2 separate regions of the Zea mays genome follow, and region 2 is linked to region 1. The links are chromatin contacts, called in public Hi-C maps. All regions are on one chromosome and are shown on one strand. The core of a region is the stretch at or near the end of the contact, and the rest is flanking DNA. Distances in the headings are between cores, read along the strand shown. Region 1 holds the start of LOC103628112. Region 2 holds the start of LOC100193596.

Region 1 (4,388 bases), core at 1,162-3,661:
AACTACAAATTCCATGAAATTATAGAATCGCAAATTATTACTGTTACGGAAAAATCATCGTTCAAGACATCAGTATGCTAAGCAGATTGCCTTGTACAGTATTATTCCTCTTTTTTCTCTGTATAACACAAACACAGCTCTCATGTCTTCAAGAAAAAGAAAAGATGGCAGTAAGATAATTCAAGTAGAATTAATTTATATAAAATTCAAGGGACAGATTTAAGACCATTTGGCAGGTGAAAATGCTTAAATAAACCCTAATAAATTCAAGTATTAGTAGAACTCCCAAAGGTCAAACCATCCACAAATTTTCTATTTCAGATAACAGTAAAAATAGAATGGAACAGACATGTTGAGTTCTACTATCATTGAAGATGCTTCCTGCATAAACCCAATGCAAAATAGGCAACAGACATTTTTGTACTCCAAAGTCCACACCAAAAGTTAACTCTCATGCCACACAAGTACCTTTTTCACCAATGTAGCCAAGATGTCTATTCCCTTTCTTAGTGGACCTGCCAATCCTACATATGGATTCAATGTTTGCTGCCGAAAATCCCCTTTCATTATTAAAGACAACAAGTGTCGAGTCAGCTCCTGTACCAGTAATATCCTTTTCTGTTATGACAAACTCCAGTGCTGGCGACACATCCAACGGATATTCGTTGTCCTCAGCATTCTAAAAAAATTTGACAGATTAGGCCAAGCATGTAATTTCCCATGAAGTAGCAGCATCTATTTATGATTAAAACAATAATGAAAATGTTACGCTGATGCTATTGTACATTCAAATAACATTGCTTCAGATTTGCACAAACAATCATGCAGCTGGCCATTTGGTTACAATCATTTTTATTCTCTACAGCAATGATAAAAGGACAATCGATGGAGCGGATTGATAAACTTGTAATTGTAACCACTAGGGTTCCCAACATATTTAATCATTCTACTGCGCGTTCGATAAAAACATATTTAATCATGGCATCATACCAAATAATATCTTCTGACGTCGATAAATAAGAGCTACAGAGGTTTTCGGCTTGAGGGTCATTGACAAAACAGGTTAGATGTTCTGGCCTGCTAGACATGTCTTTGACATTATTCTCTTTCATAAAATGTTACATACTTAACCAACAATTGTAATACCACACAACATAAACCCACGACCATCTTATTTACCTTCACCAATCATCAGTTTGACATAAATCCAAACAACAGCTCTTCAGGTAAGTTAGGTGCATGCACCCAATATACGAAGCAGCACAAGTCATATGCTCCCATTGGAAGACCAAGTTCTCAATGAACCATCGCCATGAGACCCAAATAAAACTCTCATCTGTGAGCCACCTATACTGCCACAACCAAATCTCCTAAATTATATCCTTGTCTCCTGCCTAATGAAAGAATATTCATCTTTCTGTAGTGTTGCGTTTTGCAAAAGCAGCCGCCAAAATATCTCTATGGCAAGCAACAACACTAAATGCTAACTTAAGCCTGATCAATCCTATGCAAAAAGAATTATAATCTTCCTTTATTAAGGGCCTATTTGGATCTCATGTGCTAAACTTTTGCAAATGTGCTAAAGTTTAGCATATCTTCAGGAACTAAATTATTATTCAATGCTAAAGTTTAGCACTTCACTTTTAGCACTCATGTTTAGATTTTCAAGTGCTAAAATTTAGCTAAAAACAGGCCCTAAATTGGAAATAAATACTACTTTAGAAGCAATTCATCAAACACCTCTCAAGCAGCACGAGATGGTTGTGCTTTTGTGGAAGATAGAACTGTCAATCGGAGGACAGTGTTGCCACTTCTCAAATAAATAAAGTAGGATTGGAACGGAGCAAAGCAAATAAGTCCCTTAAGTGCAAACACGCAAGCAAGTCTCTTGGTCTTTAGACTGGGAGCGAGGTGCTGTGATGGTTGTGTTCTTGTACCATGGAGAAACACAATGCTAGACCATTATCACGCTTAGTGCAATAAGATCATTTCCAATTGAGCTCCTATCCAAATCCAACCACCTAAAACCCAATTTTAGGTTTATACAAAGGAAATATACACTCCTTAATCACTTCGTATACTTCACAATTTAAACCAAAATTTAGTTCGCGACAGACCGAAGGCGGTGGACAACGCGGCAATCGTTGGGGTTTCGGCGGAGGGCCTCCATGCCCGGTGGCCTAAGGGGGTAGGGGGCAGTGGACGAACTGGAAGTTCGATGGACAAGGAGCGAGGCGGCGCCAGAGATGGGCCGAAGGTCGCTTTTGTCTTCCTCTTAGCACCGTGGGGGTTATGGTTCCAATTAGCGGACGACGGGGACAGAGCGGCTGCGGTGGGTAGCGAGCTGGAGGCAGTGGGGCGGGGCAACTTCTCTGATTCCATAGAGGGGACGATAAAGGAGAGAGGGCAGGGGTGGGCAACGAGTAATTTTGTTATTATATTACTTGTTTGGAGTAGTTTCTTTATAATAATACTCACTTATGACATACTCAGTCCTAAAATAGTAGCTACTATTTGCCCGTTTAGGTCTTAATTTGTATGTCTATATTCAAATAAATGATGATAAATTTAGACATATATATAAAACACATACATCAAGTATTGTATGAATTCATCAATTCTCGAAAATAGATTTTATTTTGGAATAAAGCGAGTCTTTGAAAAGATAATAGGTGGCTAATTAGAACATATATGGGGCAATGACCGACATACAAAGCAAGCCTTAGGTGCAAGAGTTCTGATCTATTGGATCATGATTCAACCATGGACATAATCGTAGTTTGTTAGAGAGTTTTTTATAAAGTTGCACGAGCGGGTGGTGAAAGAGTTTAAGTGTTAAATACGACATGCAATTGGATTATGATCCAACGGATCAGGAGTCTTGCTTGCACACTTGCACCTAAGGTCTGCTTCCATAATAGTCGTTGCCTATATATGGAATGAGAAAGATTTAGAGGTAATTTATGATTATGGTACAATTAAAATGAAAATATACATGATTAAATTTAAAAGAACTCTTAGAGCATCTCCAACAAAAAGTCATATATTTGAGTCCTAAAAATTAAAGTAGGAACTAATTTGAAATGTTTAGTCACAAAAATATTTACAGCTTATTGTTAAGTCCTATATCATATTATTAGGATATATTAGAAAATAAAAGGTTAGAAATAGTGTATAAAAGAAGAATATGACTCCAGCATATGGGTTTCTGTATTTAGAATATGAGAGATTAGGATATATTAGAAAATAAAATGCTAGAAATAGTGTATAAAAAGAGAATATGACTCCATATGTGTTTCTGTATTTAGTATATGAGAGATGAGTCCTATAATTATTTGATTAATTTTTATGAAATAAGACCTCTCAGGATCGAGTAGGTTTTAAGTGTTAGAGTTCTATATTTTAAAATATGTCTCCATTTAGGAATCCGCTCTTAGAGCCAAAGAATCTAACATGATACAAAATCTTTTGTCGAGCCCACTTTAGCCCTCATAAAAAAACATATAAGTTTGATTAAATTAATATAAAACCGTTAGAATACCGAATAAACATTGTTTATTTGATTAGAAAATATACTTTTTAAAGTAAATTTAATCAGATATAATTAATGCGTTTTTAAATCCTGGTGAGTTAAAAAAATGGACATTGCATAATTTAATTTTATTAATTATCTTTCCTAAATAACTAGTTAGAAAAAATCTACACAGAAAATACGTAAAAGCACTTCTCCAACTACCCTTGATGTATTTTTCAAGTGGGGCAACTCATTCTGTTCCTTGAGGGTGGAAATAATCCAAAAGTGATTTCGTATAAATGTGGGTTCATATTTTAATCACTTCTGCGAGACATTGAACTTTGTTGAAGCAATTAATTAGTGCGCATACAAATATGATTTCTCAATAAATTAAAATAGTACCTTCACTCCTTCAGTCAAATATATAGGTGACATTAAAACGACAACAAAGAAGAAAAATAAGCTAGTAAATGTGACCTACACTACAAGATTATTACGACCGAATGATCGATATAATGGAATAGGTATATAGTTGGATGTGTGTATATATACCTGAATGAGCTCCATGAGGAAATGGACGTCCTTGGAGTAGAGCTCCTCAGAGAGGTAGCTGACCGCCTGGTGGATGTCCTCCGCTAGCGGGTTCCGCTCCTCCCGGCCGATGTAGAACCGTTCCCGCCGGATCCGCTCCACGTGCGCCCTCGCCGCTGAGGACGACGAGGCCATTGTTTGATTTGCCGACGATCTGCAGACTGCAGGTGTGATGCAGCTCTTAGGCTCGAGCGTTCTGGTCTGGTCGATGAACAGCCGCCGGGTCAATCAGGTAGCTAGGAAGGCGTACGTGTGTGCCATCTTCTTGTGATGATTAATATAG
Region 2 (4,388 bases), core at 497-2,996, 320 kb after region 1:
TTCATCTCTGGTTTGAGCCGCAGTGTAGGACATCGATGACTGAACTCTGTTATCATGACTGCAACACGAAAAACCAGGCACCGGAATGCAATGTTGATGTTCGAATACTCTCTTTCCTCTCCGGACATCATTTTGGTAGCACACTGCGGGTGGTCTTATATTTCCTCAAACTTAGTAATCGGTAGTACCTTCTCTTAACAATATTAGTCAGCAATGTAGATTTTGGAGACCTTGGTAGATTGTGTTGTAGTGTAACTTGAACACGATAGGATTAAGATAACTCAGTTTGCTGTTAACTAATGTAAAAAAGCGAAGTTATGGGAAAAAAGACCAGAACTTCTCTCTATGATTTGGTGCACAAAGAGCCTGGTTGCAAGAGAACATTCTAGTGTGGGTTACACTCGATAAGCAAGTATTTCAAGGTTGCAATGCATATGACAAAAAAAAGAATGAATCTGTAGTAGAACATTATGGCCAGGTAGACCTGGAGGTGATGCTTCAACCAAACAATATCTTAGAACTATAGACTATGTACTGAAAACAACCATAAGATTTTACTGCAGCACTGTACCTTTCACTTTCTGTTCATAAACAGGCCGATCACGCATCATCAGTGCTGCAGCCTCCCCATTTAATGGATCAGAAGGATTTGGGTACAGCAACAGCTGTGGAAGGAATACTTCAAAAACATTTACTAGATCTGCAAAAGAGAAATGTAGAAAAAGATCTTGCTCAGACTATAGATTGTATAAGATAAAGTGCTCATAGCAACAATAGAAAGGAAGAGAGTATTCTCACCAAACATTGGGCTCCATGTCTGGTTTATGACATCCAAACAGACAGAGCCAGACCTGCATTTTGCGACCAAACAAGAGTAGGTAAGGAAATGTTAATTCCTTGAGCTTCAACTGCAATAAGAAAAGTAGTTGAAGACCATAACGCTCACATCTCATCGACATTCGGGTGATAAATCTTGTTGATGAAGCCGATGGACGGGGATTTGTAAGGGTATGCATCAGGCAGTTCTACCCGAACCTTCCAGACACCACCTTGGTAGATACCTACCAAATGGAGTACGAGTTCGTGTGAGAGAAAAAAAAAAGTATGACTGAAAAAGAAAGGACGCTTCAGGTCAACTGAGCAACCAATCGAGGATGAAGCTAAACGAACAAGAATATCTGAACACGATCGACAGGGTAGATTGGCAGTTCTCCGGAAACCCATCTCCCCCCAGCCCACGTGGATCATCAGCCCGCCGGGAGGCAGAGGGAGGGGAGAAACCGGGATTCGGCGCGAGAGGGGGGAGGCTGGGATTCGGCGCGAGGGTTATTACTTTCGGCCGGGCCCTTGAATTCGACGAAGAATTCCTGCATCCCGTCGTTCACCATCTCCACCTTGTAGTCGCTCATCATCCTGCGATGCCAAGAAAGCCGGCAAGGAAGGCCAGATCAAGAAAAAAAAAACAAGCAGAACATGCCGAGGGAAATTGGAAGACAGACCAAGAGGTCCAGTATCCTTACAGCTTCATAAGGTCCATCTCGCGGCGCTTGCTCGGGGACGACATCTTGCAAAGCGGAGAAACAAGCAGAAGGGCCCTCCTCTCCGCTCCGCTCCTCGCCTTGGGGATAAGAGGGAGAGAGAGAGGGGTTGCTCAGCCTGGTGCCTTTGACGGTGCGTCCACGTCGTCGTACGCCCTCCCCCCTGCACGAGATTTATTTTATTGCAGCCGCCGAGATGATGAGATGGGAGAGCGAGGGGAGGGGGGCCTGTGGAAGGCGAGAGAGAACGTGCGAGACAAGCACAGGGCGAGGAGGAAAGGGACAAAGCGAACGTAGCAAAACAAATGAGAAATGAGTCTTACGAAACGCAATCAATCACGCAAAACGCCTCCGGTGATCCGTGATCCTATGGCGCCTTTATTCTAACTGTCCTAATTGGGCCTTTCTGAATTTTTGCTCTGCGTGTCGAACTGGAGGTAGGGCCGGGTGGTGGTGGTTTGTAAATAAACGGTTAATTTGCGTCTGTTTTCCTCTCGCTAACTACTGTAGGGTTGGACACTTGGACTGGGCCGGGCAAAACCTAAACCGGTGCCTGTTTTGGTTCGGCAGCGGTGGTGGTTAGTGCTGAGAATATGGGTGGTATTTTTTAGGCAGCAGGAGCACGGTTTAAAAACATGAGTAAGTATGCTCTGACACGAAATAATATGGACTGAGCTAAAAACATGAGTCTAAAGTCAAGTCTTAAATTTTGGCCTGTTGGGCCCCAGCATGGCACATACGTATGGGTCTTGCTTGCGCCGATACGTCCTAATAAATCATATATTGTGTAGTTTCTTTAATTTAGTAATACATAGACTTAATGTTGTTGTAACATTTAGAACTTATGTGGTCAAATGCTACTCATATTGTTTAATATTTTTAATTTAGTAAGCGATAAACTTTATTTGATTGTAATATTTGAATTTTATATGGTTCAAATATATGGGATGACTTAGACCAGCATGGCCCAATGGAGATACAACGTGTTTTAGAGCCACTGATGCAAGCATTAGTGATGCAAAACGGGAACTAATGGCCGGGCAAAACCATTAGTGATGCAACCATAAAGTATTGTACGTTGGACCATCTGGAACTAGAGAAATGGCTATATCTTTAGACAAATCAATATGAAGATATACCAAAACTGGAGAGCTGACTTCTCCAAGGAGATTATATGCAATAAGACGGGATGAGAACTGGGGTGCCGTTTGGTTCACATATTGGTAACGTAATGGACAACCAATAACGTTAAATCATATTTGTTTAAGTTCAACCGTAATTGGATACCACACTAGAAATGGATATCGGCTTATTCAAACTTGTTACCGCCGATCGTTAAGAGTGAATCATTACCATTACTATTTACGTTACATTTTGTGGATCAAACGGCGTCTGGGATAGAACCAGGGTTGAAAAAAAATCGACGTTAAACCTACGGTCCAGTTTATCACCAGCCTTTGGAAACGGTTTCCCACCATGTTTTCTTTCAAATTTCGTTTTAAATTCACAAAAAATAAAAATGTATAAATCAGAAAACAATTATGATAAAATACTAAATGTTTTTTTTGGTATATCTTATTTTTGTTTTTAAAAGCAATTAGTATTTTTGTTAAAAACAATGAAAACCCATTTCTTGTCAAGAAATCTATGAACCTCGTTTTATTTAAATTTGAAAATACAAATAGGTCAAAAAATTAAAAACCTACGAAACCTGTTTCCGCTGAAATTTGGTGGTTTCCCGGACGGTTTCACCGTTTATCGCTGGTTTTTGTCACGAAATTGGTTTTTATTTTTATTTAAAAGTTTTGGATTTTTTAATTTAGAATGTCAAACTGGTCGGTTTTTCCGGTTTTTAGCGGTTTTCAGTGAAAAACCAAAGACGACAGGATGCGGTATTTGAATTCAAAACGTTTTCTGTTGGCTCATATGGCTTGTTTAGTTATTCTTCTAGTTTGGTTTTACCTATTTGTTTATATGTTTACTAGGCCATCTACTTCTTTTATTTTCTCAAGAGCAATCTATTTGTTTTTGTTTTCTATATAAATAATCCAATTTTTTCGCTCAAAGATATAGGGTAGTTTCTTGATAATATTGGGAGGGTAAAGTGCTTAGGATTAGTTAATATAACATGAGCAAGTTCTAACTAAAAGTAGCGAGTTAGAAGAAGGAACAATGCTTTCAGTTAATGCAAATGGTTGTAACTATTCCAGCCGCAACAAGCATGAGAATAAATGATTTATGTCAGTCATAATAATTTTTGGGGCTTAACATACAAAAATTGAACAATATTTGTTGGTAAAGTTCTAGCCAACAAAAATAAAGCAATTTCTATTACAAAAATTGAACAATATTTTAGTCAGAACTACACATCCAACAAAATTTGTTTTATTTATACCACTTTCTACATAGTCATAAAAAATAAATAATTACCATTACATGTACCGAAGATGTCGATGAAATTACTCATTTCAGTCAGTATTTTTCCTAAGATGACGATGTTAGTAGTTTCATTGACTATTCCACGTGACCAACAAAAATTACCCCATCTTCACCACAGGTTTGATCCCATGTGTTTGCCACGCTCCGCTCGTCGTCCCACTCCAACATCTTGCCACAACTTCTACCACCACCACTCGCCACCAAGTGCAGATCACCACCAATAGCATCGTTGTCTACCGCCGCCACACGCCTCTCAAACCAAATCCCCGCCACCACCGCCGTCAAAAGTCAAATACCCGACCCGTCGACCATGCCCCACCCCAGAAGAAGGGTCGGATCAGCACGGTTGAAGAGAACACACCTCATCACCAATGAAGTGCAGCATCGCCGCAAAGAATTGGAGGCTTCGAT

What was found. A called contact is a pair of places that touch in the nucleus more often than the background predicts.
Region 2: a Hi-C map of ear shows a contact between it and region 1, with 1.9 times the contacts expected there. The contact joins the promoter of LOC100193596 here to the promoter of LOC103628112 in region 1. A contact is called at or near these places in 2 of 25 Hi-C or Micro-C datasets (ear and tassel).

The regions. Positions count from the first base shown.
Region 1 is chr5:32,717,960-32,722,347 of Zm-B73-REFERENCE-NAM-5.0, forward strand. LOC103628112 reads right to left here and starts at 2,412. Exons shown (of 4, transcript XM_020538302.1): 1 at 469-2,412.
Region 2 is chr5:33,035,817-33,040,204 of Zm-B73-REFERENCE-NAM-5.0, forward strand. LOC100193596 reads right to left here and starts at 1,747. Exons shown (of 6, transcript NM_001138699.1): 1 at 1,521-1,747; 2 at 1,334-1,413; 3 at 947-1,061; 4 at 799-851; 5 at 572-700. The coding sequence starts at 1,564.